3 separate regions of the Zea mays genome follow, and regions 1 and 2 are each linked to region 3. The links are chromatin contacts, called in public Hi-C maps. All regions are on one chromosome and are shown on one strand. The core of a region is the stretch at or near the end of the contact, and the rest is flanking DNA. Distances in the headings are between cores, read along the strand shown. Region 1 holds the start of LOC100277660. Region 2 has its middle 50 kb from the start of LOC100282434. Region 3 has its middle 73 kb from the start of LOC109939939.

Evidence for each region. A called contact is a pair of places that touch in the nucleus more often than the background predicts.
Region 1: a Hi-C map of leaf shows a contact between it and region 3, with 7 times the contacts expected there. The contact joins the promoter of LOC100277660 here to the enhancer-like site in region 3. A contact is called at or near these places in 2 of 25 Hi-C or Micro-C datasets (bundle sheath and leaf).
Region 2: a contact with region 3 is called in a Hi-C map of bundle sheath, with 4 times the contacts expected there. The contact joins two enhancer-like sites. A contact is called at or near these places in 2 of 25 Hi-C or Micro-C datasets (bundle sheath and leaf mesophyll).

Annotation. Positions count from the first base shown.
Region 1 is chr5:96,420,413-96,423,695 of Zm-B73-REFERENCE-NAM-5.0, reverse strand. LOC100277660 reads right to left here and starts at 1,382. Exons shown (of 5, transcript NM_001151168.2): 1 at 819-1,382. The coding sequence starts at 1,160.
Region 2 is chr5:95,778,136-95,781,604 of Zm-B73-REFERENCE-NAM-5.0, reverse strand. No RefSeq gene overlaps it. Among protein-coding and RNA genes, the nearest start is that of LOC100282434, 50 kb to the right of the region's middle. Within about 2 kb of position 2,139, at least 19 of the 20 cell types and tissues checked have an H3K27ac peak or open chromatin away from gene starts, as enhancers often do. A contact at or near this core is called in bundle sheath and leaf mesophyll, where this site is marked.
Region 3 is chr5:96,099,856-96,103,263 of Zm-B73-REFERENCE-NAM-5.0, reverse strand. No RefSeq gene overlaps it. Among protein-coding and RNA genes, the nearest start is that of LOC109939939, 73 kb to the right of the region's middle. Within about 2 kb of position 2,148, at least 19 of the 20 cell types and tissues checked have an H3K27ac peak or open chromatin away from gene starts, as enhancers often do. A contact at or near this core is called in bundle sheath, leaf and leaf mesophyll, where this site is marked.

The DNA.
Region 1 (3,283 bases), core at 133-2,632, 320 kb before region 3:
GCTCCACGCTCCCACCACACGAGCAATTGCGCCGGGGGATAAAAGGAAGGCCGAAAATGACCGGACTACCCCCCCGGGAAAACGAGCGCTCCGTGGGGCAAGCCCAGGGGCAGCTCTGGCGGCACGGAAGCCATGGAAGGCCCAGCTCCGGCCGCACCCACCGGCTTCCACTACTTGCCCTAAATTAACCCCACGTCTAAGAGTCAACCACCGGCGCATAAATGAATTAAACAAAAACACAGGCACATACACCAAGGAAGGAAAAAAAAAGCGAAGAACCTATTTTCCTTTGTAAGTACTTATCAAATGTCTAATCCAACGCAAAATTTGGAAATTCCGAAGGTAATAGAAAAAAGAGAGAGGAATGTGAATGCGGATCTGTAAAGCGAAACGTGAGATGGGACTTGACGTCCGCGTCAAGCAAACTTAGCATTGAGAGAGAAAAAAATGGAGGGGCGAGGTTAGCGGATGGCTCGTTTGGAAGTGTGTGTTTGAGAGGGAAAGAGTTGGGAGATGAGAGAAGGAAAGCGAAGATGGTGGTGGTGGTGGAGCGACGAAGGGAAAGGATTTTTTGCTGACCACTAGGGACAGTTTCGTCACGCACTCACGATAACCGGAAAAGGGGAAAAGGGCAAAAGAAAACTCGGGAAGGCAACAGCTGATAGGAGAGAGAGGGAGAGAGAAGGCGAGGAGGGTACTGGTGAAGGCATGGTGGGGGAGGGAGAAGAACCCAAAGCAGCAGGGCGGCGGCTACAGTTCAGACAGAGAAAAGGAACAGGGGGAAGTGGGCGTCGTCAGCGTGTGAAGAAGGCACGAACCTTGGTCGCCGGTCCGGGTCGGTGGGCCAGGGAGGAGAAGCCGCCGTCCTCACCGCCGCTGGTGGACGCGGCGGAACCGGAGCCGGAGCCACCGCTGTAGTCCAGCGGCGACGCCGGGCTGGCCCTGCCCCACCTCGCCTTGCCCGAGGAGCCCGCGGACGGCGAGCGGCGGCGCGAGCGTTTCCCCCGCGCCACCGCCGGCCACACCAGCTCCCCGTCCCGCGCCGGCTCCGTCCTACGCAACCACGGCGGCGTCCACCCGGCGAGGTCGGCCCCGCGCATCGAGCAGATGATGCCGGCCGCAGCGGCCACGAGCTCGTCGGCTTCCGCGTCGGCTGCCATGGTGGCTTGGCTTCCCCACGCAGCTTAGCTTAGCTTGCTCAGGTCGCAGACCGACGAAGCCTGGACGTCGGCAGGGAGAGACGGGGAGAGAGATAGGAGAGAGGGAGAGGTGGAGATGTGGGTGGAGCCGTGGAGGGAAGGAGGAGGAAGGGAGGCGAGTGGAAGGAAAGGAACGGGATGTGGGGTGAGGCGGGGCGTGGAGGTGGGAGGCGAACCAAAGCTGCGGTGCCGTGGCCGGGGGAGCCTTTTAAATGCCGGAATAATAAAACTGCGGATTAAAAAAACTGACCCACGCCCAGACGACACACACCGCTCCTTCCCTCCACCTACGAGAGCTACGGCCCTGCCCTCGGGCAACCGAGCTCCCCGCTCTCTGTTACTGGGACCCACCGTCACTGTGGCCCGCAGGTCATAGGCAGCGATGTCCGCCTGTGGCCCCGCATACCCGGTGGCCTGCCGTGGCCAGACCTGGCGCTGGCGGAGCCTTTCCGCGCCGTACCGCAGCGTGGCCGAGGGGGGTGGGGCCCCTGCGTCAGCGGGCGAAACGCCGGGGACGGCTCGAGGCTTCGGGCGCAAGCCAGTACTACGACCGCGGGCGGGCGGGACGGGATTGGAGGAACAGTGTGTCGGTCAGCGGCAAGCCTCGGGTCCCTTAGGGGGCGTTTGGTTGCCTTCTCCGGTGGTGCAGCTGCATCTACACATGCAAAAAGTAGTGTTTGTTTGGTTCGTTGTATCGTACGAGACAGGCTAGCACGGAACTTAAAGCGCCGCGAGCCAGGCCCGGCAGAAACGCATCGCGCGGCCGCACGCGCGCGGCCAGGCTCCGCTCAGCCAGCTCTTTACTCGTGCACGCATATCGAGACACGTTTTTAATTGGTTTTTTCATTATATCGTCTAATTAAAAGATTTAATCATCGAACCGATTTCATATCCGCGTTCCTGACATTTTTGCGAACGAAACTAGACCACTCATACTATATATATTTCAAATAAAAAAATTACGTGATTAAGATTAATATATAATTAGTGTATATTAACATGTAATTAGTATCTATTAAGCAATTTACCATATAATTAGTGTCTATTAATAGATTTTTTAATTTATTTAACAATTTTTTTAACTCATGCACCATGTACTCATGCAAGCAACCAAACAACGTCTCTTGTGAACCAGACTGGCCACATACACACAACCAAACACGCTATACTGCATGCACTCAGCCAGTCCAGTCTGAGCCAGGCTCACTAGATACGAGCCAGGCTCACCCATACAAGTAACCAAACGCCCCCTTATGGAAGAGGAGGACGGCGCCGGACGCGCCTGCTCTGCGCGGCGGGGCCCGCCCCGAGCTGGTGGAAAACGGTGGGACCTGCGGGAAGCGAGCGCCACACAGCGCGAGTCGCTCGCCCCTTGACTCTTGTGCGCTTGCTCAATGTGCCGCAAGCCCGCAACCGCAACTGCTCGACTGCCGCGAAGAAAATCCTCAGCGAGTGTAGCTGCGCGCCTGCGCCTTGGCCCTCGCAGAAAAGTGTGTTGCGTGCGTGCGTGCGTTCCAAGGCGCGCACGGAACGAAGAGGCAGGCGAGGCCGCTGGCCGTACGTGGCCGAAGCCGCAACAGCGGCCCTGCAGTTTGGCAGCTTCGGCGCCTCGAACTCCAGACCCGGCCGGTTCGATGAAAGTTTCTGTGTTGTGTCAGAGGTGTTCTCAGAAACTTTTACCAGCAGGCAATTACTACGGCGGTTCCTTCACGTCGTTCCAGTACTATACTAGCATAGTAGTAGCAGTTGGGTTCTTTCAAATGCTACTCCTGCAGTCCTGCTAGTAGACCCCACCTTTTAACAGTGTTCTGACATGGTAGCTGCGTTTTTTTTTTGAACTTCCAGTGACAAATGTGATCTCTTACATGATCGTGTGTTCTTAATGTATTGTCGGTAGGTTATACTCCTCCTATGCTACATAGGAGTACATGATACATGCGCATGCTTGTATAAAACGGTGGCAACTCTGAAATTAACGAACCAAACCGTCCGGCTGAAGTCGTCAGCATATATATCTCTGCATCTGCATGCTCTAGCTAACAGGGATGAAACTCGCGACCTTTCCTTAATTAGGGATCCGGTGA
Region 2 (3,469 bases), core at 890-3,389, 320 kb after region 3:
TCTGCATTCTCCATCCAGAGAGCTCTCTTGTAACCTTGTCCACCAAACATACTCACCAGGACGTAGGGTATTACGCATCTCTAAGCGGCCCGAACCTGTAAACCTTGTTCACTGTCCCTCGTGCAATCGGCACGAACCATTTTGCTACAGTCGTTGACACCGTCCTACTCCTAAAAACACCTTGAGGGGCAACCCCGGGTGTGCGGTCGGACCCAAAACACCGACAACAACCATGATCTAATCCACATTAATTAGTGCTTATCTTGTCTAATCTATTCATACCAATCAATATTAGATCCTATCTAAACTAATATGATCTAATCTAGGGTAAGTTACTTAATACGGGTGAAATAAACTAGACCCTACTCATATAAACATGTTTTAACCTAAATTGGTGACTTAGACCAACTCGGCCATGAACAACATCCTAATCTACATAGTGGGTTGTATGACCTATATAGCCCAACCTAGAAGCAAAACAACAAAACAGATTATGCCTAATCTCATTTAGCATATACCACCTACTAAGCTCTCTATTCTACCTACTAAATTATTCAGTCTACCTACAACTATGTCTTAAGTACATGGCCCTAACATGGATGATGAACACCAAGACTGGAGAAGGAAGATGATAGATCAACCTCGTCAACGAAGGATAGAAATCAAACAGAACTCGAGATGAACCAAGATCCACCAATCCGGATGGAAGCCCTTCTGTCCCCCCACCTTTCTTACCTTAACCTAAAATATCCTTCTCCCCACTTGTGTGGTAGCTAGATGAAAAGATACCCATGCTTCCCTACTCACTTTTTAATTAGTTAAAAAAATTGATTTTACCCTAATTAGAAACTGAAAAGCTAAACTACAAACAGAACTTTTTGTATCCCTTTTTCTACTAATCTCGAGGACGAGATTATTTTTAAGGGTGTAGAATTTGTAACACCTCGAAATATTATATTGTTAGTCTAGTGAAATTTTCCATGCATTTTGAATTTAAATACCTTTCAATAAGAATTTTGTTAGCTCCAGGGCTACACCTCTTAAAACCAAGGTAGTATAATAAAGTTTTAAATAAAAGTATCCATATATGATGTTAGTTTTCCTTTAAAAAATGTATTTACAAGTACTCTCTAAAGAACTTTATGCACACAATAAAATTATTTTTCTAAAATACATACTTCATATTTTGTGTATAGATTGCATATTTTAAAGTGTTTGTTTAAATAAGGTAATAAATAAAATATAATTTTGCACCATACTAGGATTTTGAGTGTGCATTAAATTTGAATTCTTAAACTTTATCTCGAATTTGAATTTGAAATTTTAATTAGAAAACAACATAGAAATTAAAATAGAAAATAAAAGAAAAAGAAATACTCCCCTTGGCCGGATGGGCCAAATCTGCCCGCCCCTGCTACTTCATTTCCCTCTACATGGCCCAAACCGAATCACGGGTGCTGCAATGCGTCGACATGGCGGGCCCACACGCCAACCTCTGTGTGCGCGTGCGCCATTCGTTCTGACCACTGCCTGGAGGACCCCACATGGCAGCTCCCCAATCCCCTACTCGTTATTCTGCTGCTGTCGCTAGTGGGTGGGTCCTAGATGTCAGGGTCATCCCCAACCTTTGGTCTGTTCCAACAAGCGCCAAGATCTCCGGGCCGATCCCCTCTAGGCGAAGTCCGAGGCTTCGACAATATAAAGGGGGGCGCATCACGACCAGCCCATCCACCCGATGGCCGTGGACCGTCTCGGGCGAGCACGATCAAGGAGCTGAGCTAACTGAGTGCATCCATGGGAAGAGAGAAGCACCGCCGCGGGCAAAATCGTCGAACACAGTCGCTCCTACGCCGACGTGTAGCTTTGGAGCATCAACGGGATGTCGAGGAATCAGCGGTGGCGATAGGTGGCATGGGGATTGCTCGAAGTCGTTCAAAACCGGCCGCGGGCCGCCAATCACCGCGTCGGACCCTCTCTCCATCTCCTCCACCGGTAAGGACCCCTCTGTTGGGTTCGCTATCGCCTCTGCATTGCGTAGAAGCTTTCGGATTGGGGGATTTGTGCTCTAGTGCACCGGTTCGGTACTTCGCGGGTGATGGTGCGACGCGGGCAGGGCAGCGGTACCGCGGTCAGCCGGGGTTTGGGCGGGCTACTCGGTGATCGTCGGATTGGGCAGCAATGGTCCGGATTAGGGTAAGCATACACAATCAGCTGGGGAAAATCATGGCCGTAGATCTTGAATCCTGCAGACGAAGGTCAGATCGCGGTGATTTTAAATCTCGAGCATTGATGCGTGATCGTGTGGCTCAGCTCATGCGATACCCCTTCGCCATTTTGCGTATAAGCCCCCCGACTTTCTAAGAAACCAACACGTCGTCCTTTGGTATTGAAAGAATATTACGCTGAGGTCTTGGAATTTGCGGTTTAAGCCCTGAGCTCTCTGGAAATCATATTCGCGGTCCAGAGCCATTGGAAAAAAATCAGAATTAAATAAGAAATTGATTTCTAGTAGAAAAATAATTCTATAAACTTGTTTAATTCATATTTAATTCATTTTAACTCCATTTTTTATTCATTCCAGTTGCATTAGATCCATAATAATATTCTTTATCCCCTGGTAGCTTTATTTTGTTATGAAACCTAAATTAAAATTATGTACTTAATTCCTTTTGTACCCCACTCCTAAATCTTTAGAAATTCGTAACTTTATAACCGTAGCTCCGAATTTAGTGGTTCTCGAACCTACGATCACGTAACAACGCGTAGATTATTATTATGCATCTTGTGCTTATGCTTGGAGTGATGTTAATTTTGCCTATATCATGTTTATTTGTATTTCTACGAATAGCAGTGAGGTCACGAGAATTTGAAGACCATCCTAGTACTTGGAATCTCAAGTTTCAGGCAAGTTGTGCCCTTGATCACTCATTTTTTTCCTAATAATGTTTGTTGTTAATCATTGTGACATACTCAGGTTAATTTTATGGGACCTAATAGGTTTCCCTAGTATTGTTTATTCCCCATCTTGCAAACAGATGAATTATTGGGTAGATTTGTTATTGCTCAACCTGGTTTTGGGAAACTAATGTTTCATTATGATCATGTTCCAATTATGTTGTTGTTTAATTATTGTTCATGATAAGATCATATTGTTAATTGGAACATGGAGAACCACCCGGGAAAACAGTGCTACCACAAGGGTGGTATGGGACGCCCTTGGCTGACTAATTAGGAAAGCTAGTGGAGGACTACCTTACCGGAAAGGGGCAAGGGCAGAAGGGGAGTGGTTGGTGTAGAGAGGTCCTCGGGTTGATTTTGCTGCGATGGCGGTCAGGCGAGGGATCCCTGCATTGGGACCTCCTAGAAACTGTAGCGAGTTTTCTGAAGCTAGTGAAACTTTGTAAAGGCCTCGTAGTGTTACCCTGCCTCGCTTCCTTGGTTGAGGTGTATGGGATTCATAACCCCTTGG
Region 3 (3,408 bases), core at 899-3,398:
CTCTTTGTTTGAACCCTTTCTTGGTCTTTTTATTGGCTTATTATGAACCTTTGGCACCTGTAAAACTTATAGACTAGAGCAAACTAGTTAGTCCAATTATTTGTGTTGGGCAATTCAACCACCAAAATCAATTAGGAAAAAGGTGTAAGCCTAATTCCCTTTCAAACATCACACCAAACATAAGAACAAACTGAATAATAATGATCTACACGTTGCTACGAGATCGTGGGATCGAGAACTACTAAGATCGGAGTCGTGGTCATCAAGTTATGATGTGATTAAATGATTAACACTAGGTTCTATGTTTATTTTATAATCCCAGAGAAAAGTTAACCTATAGTAGTAATTAATTCAACTTTAATATAAATTATTAATTGACCATAGATCATATTTTAGTATATGAGCAGATTAACAAGACTAACCAACATAAGTTAAATACAGATCTAATTATAAAATAATGAGACATGAGATAATAAATATTGTTATTGCATAGTAAATATTTATAAGAGGCTAACGCAACTTGAATGGATCAAATCTGAGTTAAAACGGAGGAGTTATGAATTTCCTAAGGTTTTATGTATCTAATATAAGATTAATTAGGAAATAAATTTTAAACTGGCTTTCATGTCAAATCAGTGGCACTATTTGATAAACAATAATATTATAAAATTATAGGAATTGAAATGGATTAATTTGGACTTCATATGAATTTTATATGAATTAAACAAGTTTTAGGAATTGTTTTTATATTAAAATTCAATTTCTAATTCAATTTCTTTGTTTTTCTCATTCACTGGACTGCGCGCGTAAAAATAGAGAAATGCAGGGGGTTTGATATAAAACTTCTTAAGACTAAGAGAGCGCCCGAGTGGATGGCGGGTTTATTTTTCAGAACCCCGAGGGCTCTTTTGCAACTAGCGCTGGCTGAAAGGGTACCTGGCGATCTAGGCCGTCGGATCTAGAACTTGTGCGCCAGATTAGACCTAGGTTAGATTTTACCTGTACCCGACCCTGGTCGTTGGAGATCCGCGGTACACAGCGCATGGTTCCTCGCTTGCTCGATTTCCATCCAACGGCGAAGATCTATTCTACACTAATCGGTACGCTACACTCGATCATGGCCGTCCAACACGAGGTCGACGGTGTTAGGCTCATCTTCTCCACACGAACCTGTTACGGCGGTGCCGCCCAGAGTCTACGGAGGTTCCTCACCGGAGTGCCGCCCAATCGAGCACCGGAGTGCCGTTTTCCCCCCACTAGCACACGGTGTACGGATTTGAGGTGCAAAAAATCCTATGCATAACGCGGAAGGGCATTGTACAATTGGGACATGCGCATACCGGCAATTGGAGGCAGCTCCCAGTGAATGACTGCGCGACTGAGTTCCTTCGAGGCGAGTCCCGGCACCCTAACTTGATGCCGCAAAGGACGCCACCTACGGTACGGGGAGCACCGCAGCCGCCACGCGCGTCCAGAGCCCGGACGACTCTTCCCCGCGGTTGCCCAGACCACCGCGCACAGCTCGGCGCGTGGCTGCTGATGTTTTAGCGAGTGCTTCCCCGCACGCGAAGCTCCCTGGCGGCGGCGCAGAGCACGGTTGCGGCGGCCCGGTGAAGTTCCTCGGCCATGGCAAAGCAGTTCCCGCTCCCGCACGGCGCGGCCCGCGACACCAGCGGCACCGAAGCTCCATCTCCCTCCTCTCTCTGCGTTTTCCCTCGCCGTTTGACCCGTGGTGACGCAGCAGAAGCCTCTAGCCATGGAACTCCCTGAACCGCGAAAGATCCCTGCGCCCATGGAGGAGCTCGAACAGGAAGTAGACTTGTGTGATGTGCGCCATGGCTTGACGTCGAGTGGAGGAAGGGGGTTCTCTGCGCCTAGTACTGCTGTGGGGGAGAAATTCTGGGAGTGTGGCGGCGCGACTGTTTATGTGCAGAGGTAGTTGGACCTTCGATGGTGGCTGCGCAGAAGCCGGTGCATCCAGCGGGATCCCAGCGCGTGGCCTGCGAAGACCGTGGCAGAAGCCCACCAGCCACCACGCGATTCTGTTGCGCACCGAGGCGAAAAGAACTCGGTCTTCAGTTGCTACCGACCTGGGGGTTGGGGAAAGACCTGACGCCTGGGGGCCACATGTCATCCGCAGAAACGCGACGGTGGGAAGGGGCTGAGTCCCACACGACAGCGAGAATAAGCACCAGAGCGCGTCACTTGAGACTAGGCAGTGGGCCCGCGCACCAGTAGCGCAACAGCCACGCAGTGGTGGAGTTAGTGGGCCAAAAAGGGAAGAAAACTGGGCTGGCAGGTGAGAATTCGGCCCAATTGGCCCGTTCACCAATTCTTTTCCTTATTCTCATTTTCAGTTTTGTATTTCTTTCAAGTTTGAATATGGTTTAAATTGAATTTTAAATCTGGGTTTTCAGTTTTCTAATTCCAAATAAATGCACAATCAAAACTTCAACATGAATGCATGAATATACTTTTATTAATCTATTTATTATTTTATTTATGATAATGTTTTTGAATATGTCACTTGTGTACTCCACATTGTATTATTTATTTTTTTGAATGTAATTTATAGTATATAACATATGTTAATTTAGATGCTTCAAGAAAGTATTTATAAATACATTACTCATATAAGGGTCTTTTTATATAGTCTCCTAAAAAATATTTAAAGGAAATATGCCTCTTTTAATAAGATCCATAATTAAAATGACTCCTTTATTATTTCTCAAGTGACTAGGGTTTTAGGAGCTAGATTCTAGGGTTTACACCCGGAATGCCACCAGATAGGGAAGTCAAATTCATTATTGATCTCTTACCTAGTACTGCTCCCATTTCAAAAAGGCCATATAAGATGTCAGTGGAAGAGTTAAAAGAACTTAAGAAACAGTTAACGGAGTTGCAGAAAGCAGGGTACATTCGTCCGAGTTCCTCACCTTGGGGAGTGTCGGTTCTGTTTGTACAGAAGAAAGATGGATCGCAAAGGATGTGTGTGGATTATAGATCCCTTAATGATGTTACTGTGAAGAACAAGTATCTGTTACCCCGCGTTGAGGATTTATTTGATCAGATGAGAGGTGCAAGGGTGTTCTCGAAGATTGATCTCCGATCAGGTTATCATCAAATGAAGATTAGACCATCTGATATTCCTAAGACGGCTTTCTCAACCCGATATGGTTTATATTCGTCGTGGTATTCATCAACGATATTCTTATTTATTCCAAGAGTGATAGTGATCATGAGAAACATCTGAGATTGGTGCTACAAAAGCTATGGGATAATCAACTCTACGCTAAGTATAGCAAATGCGAGTTCTAGATTGATGAAGTGCCATTCCTTGGACATATCATTTCTAATGGTGGGATATCAGTGGATCCTGCTAAAGTCAAGGAGATATTGGAGTGGAGT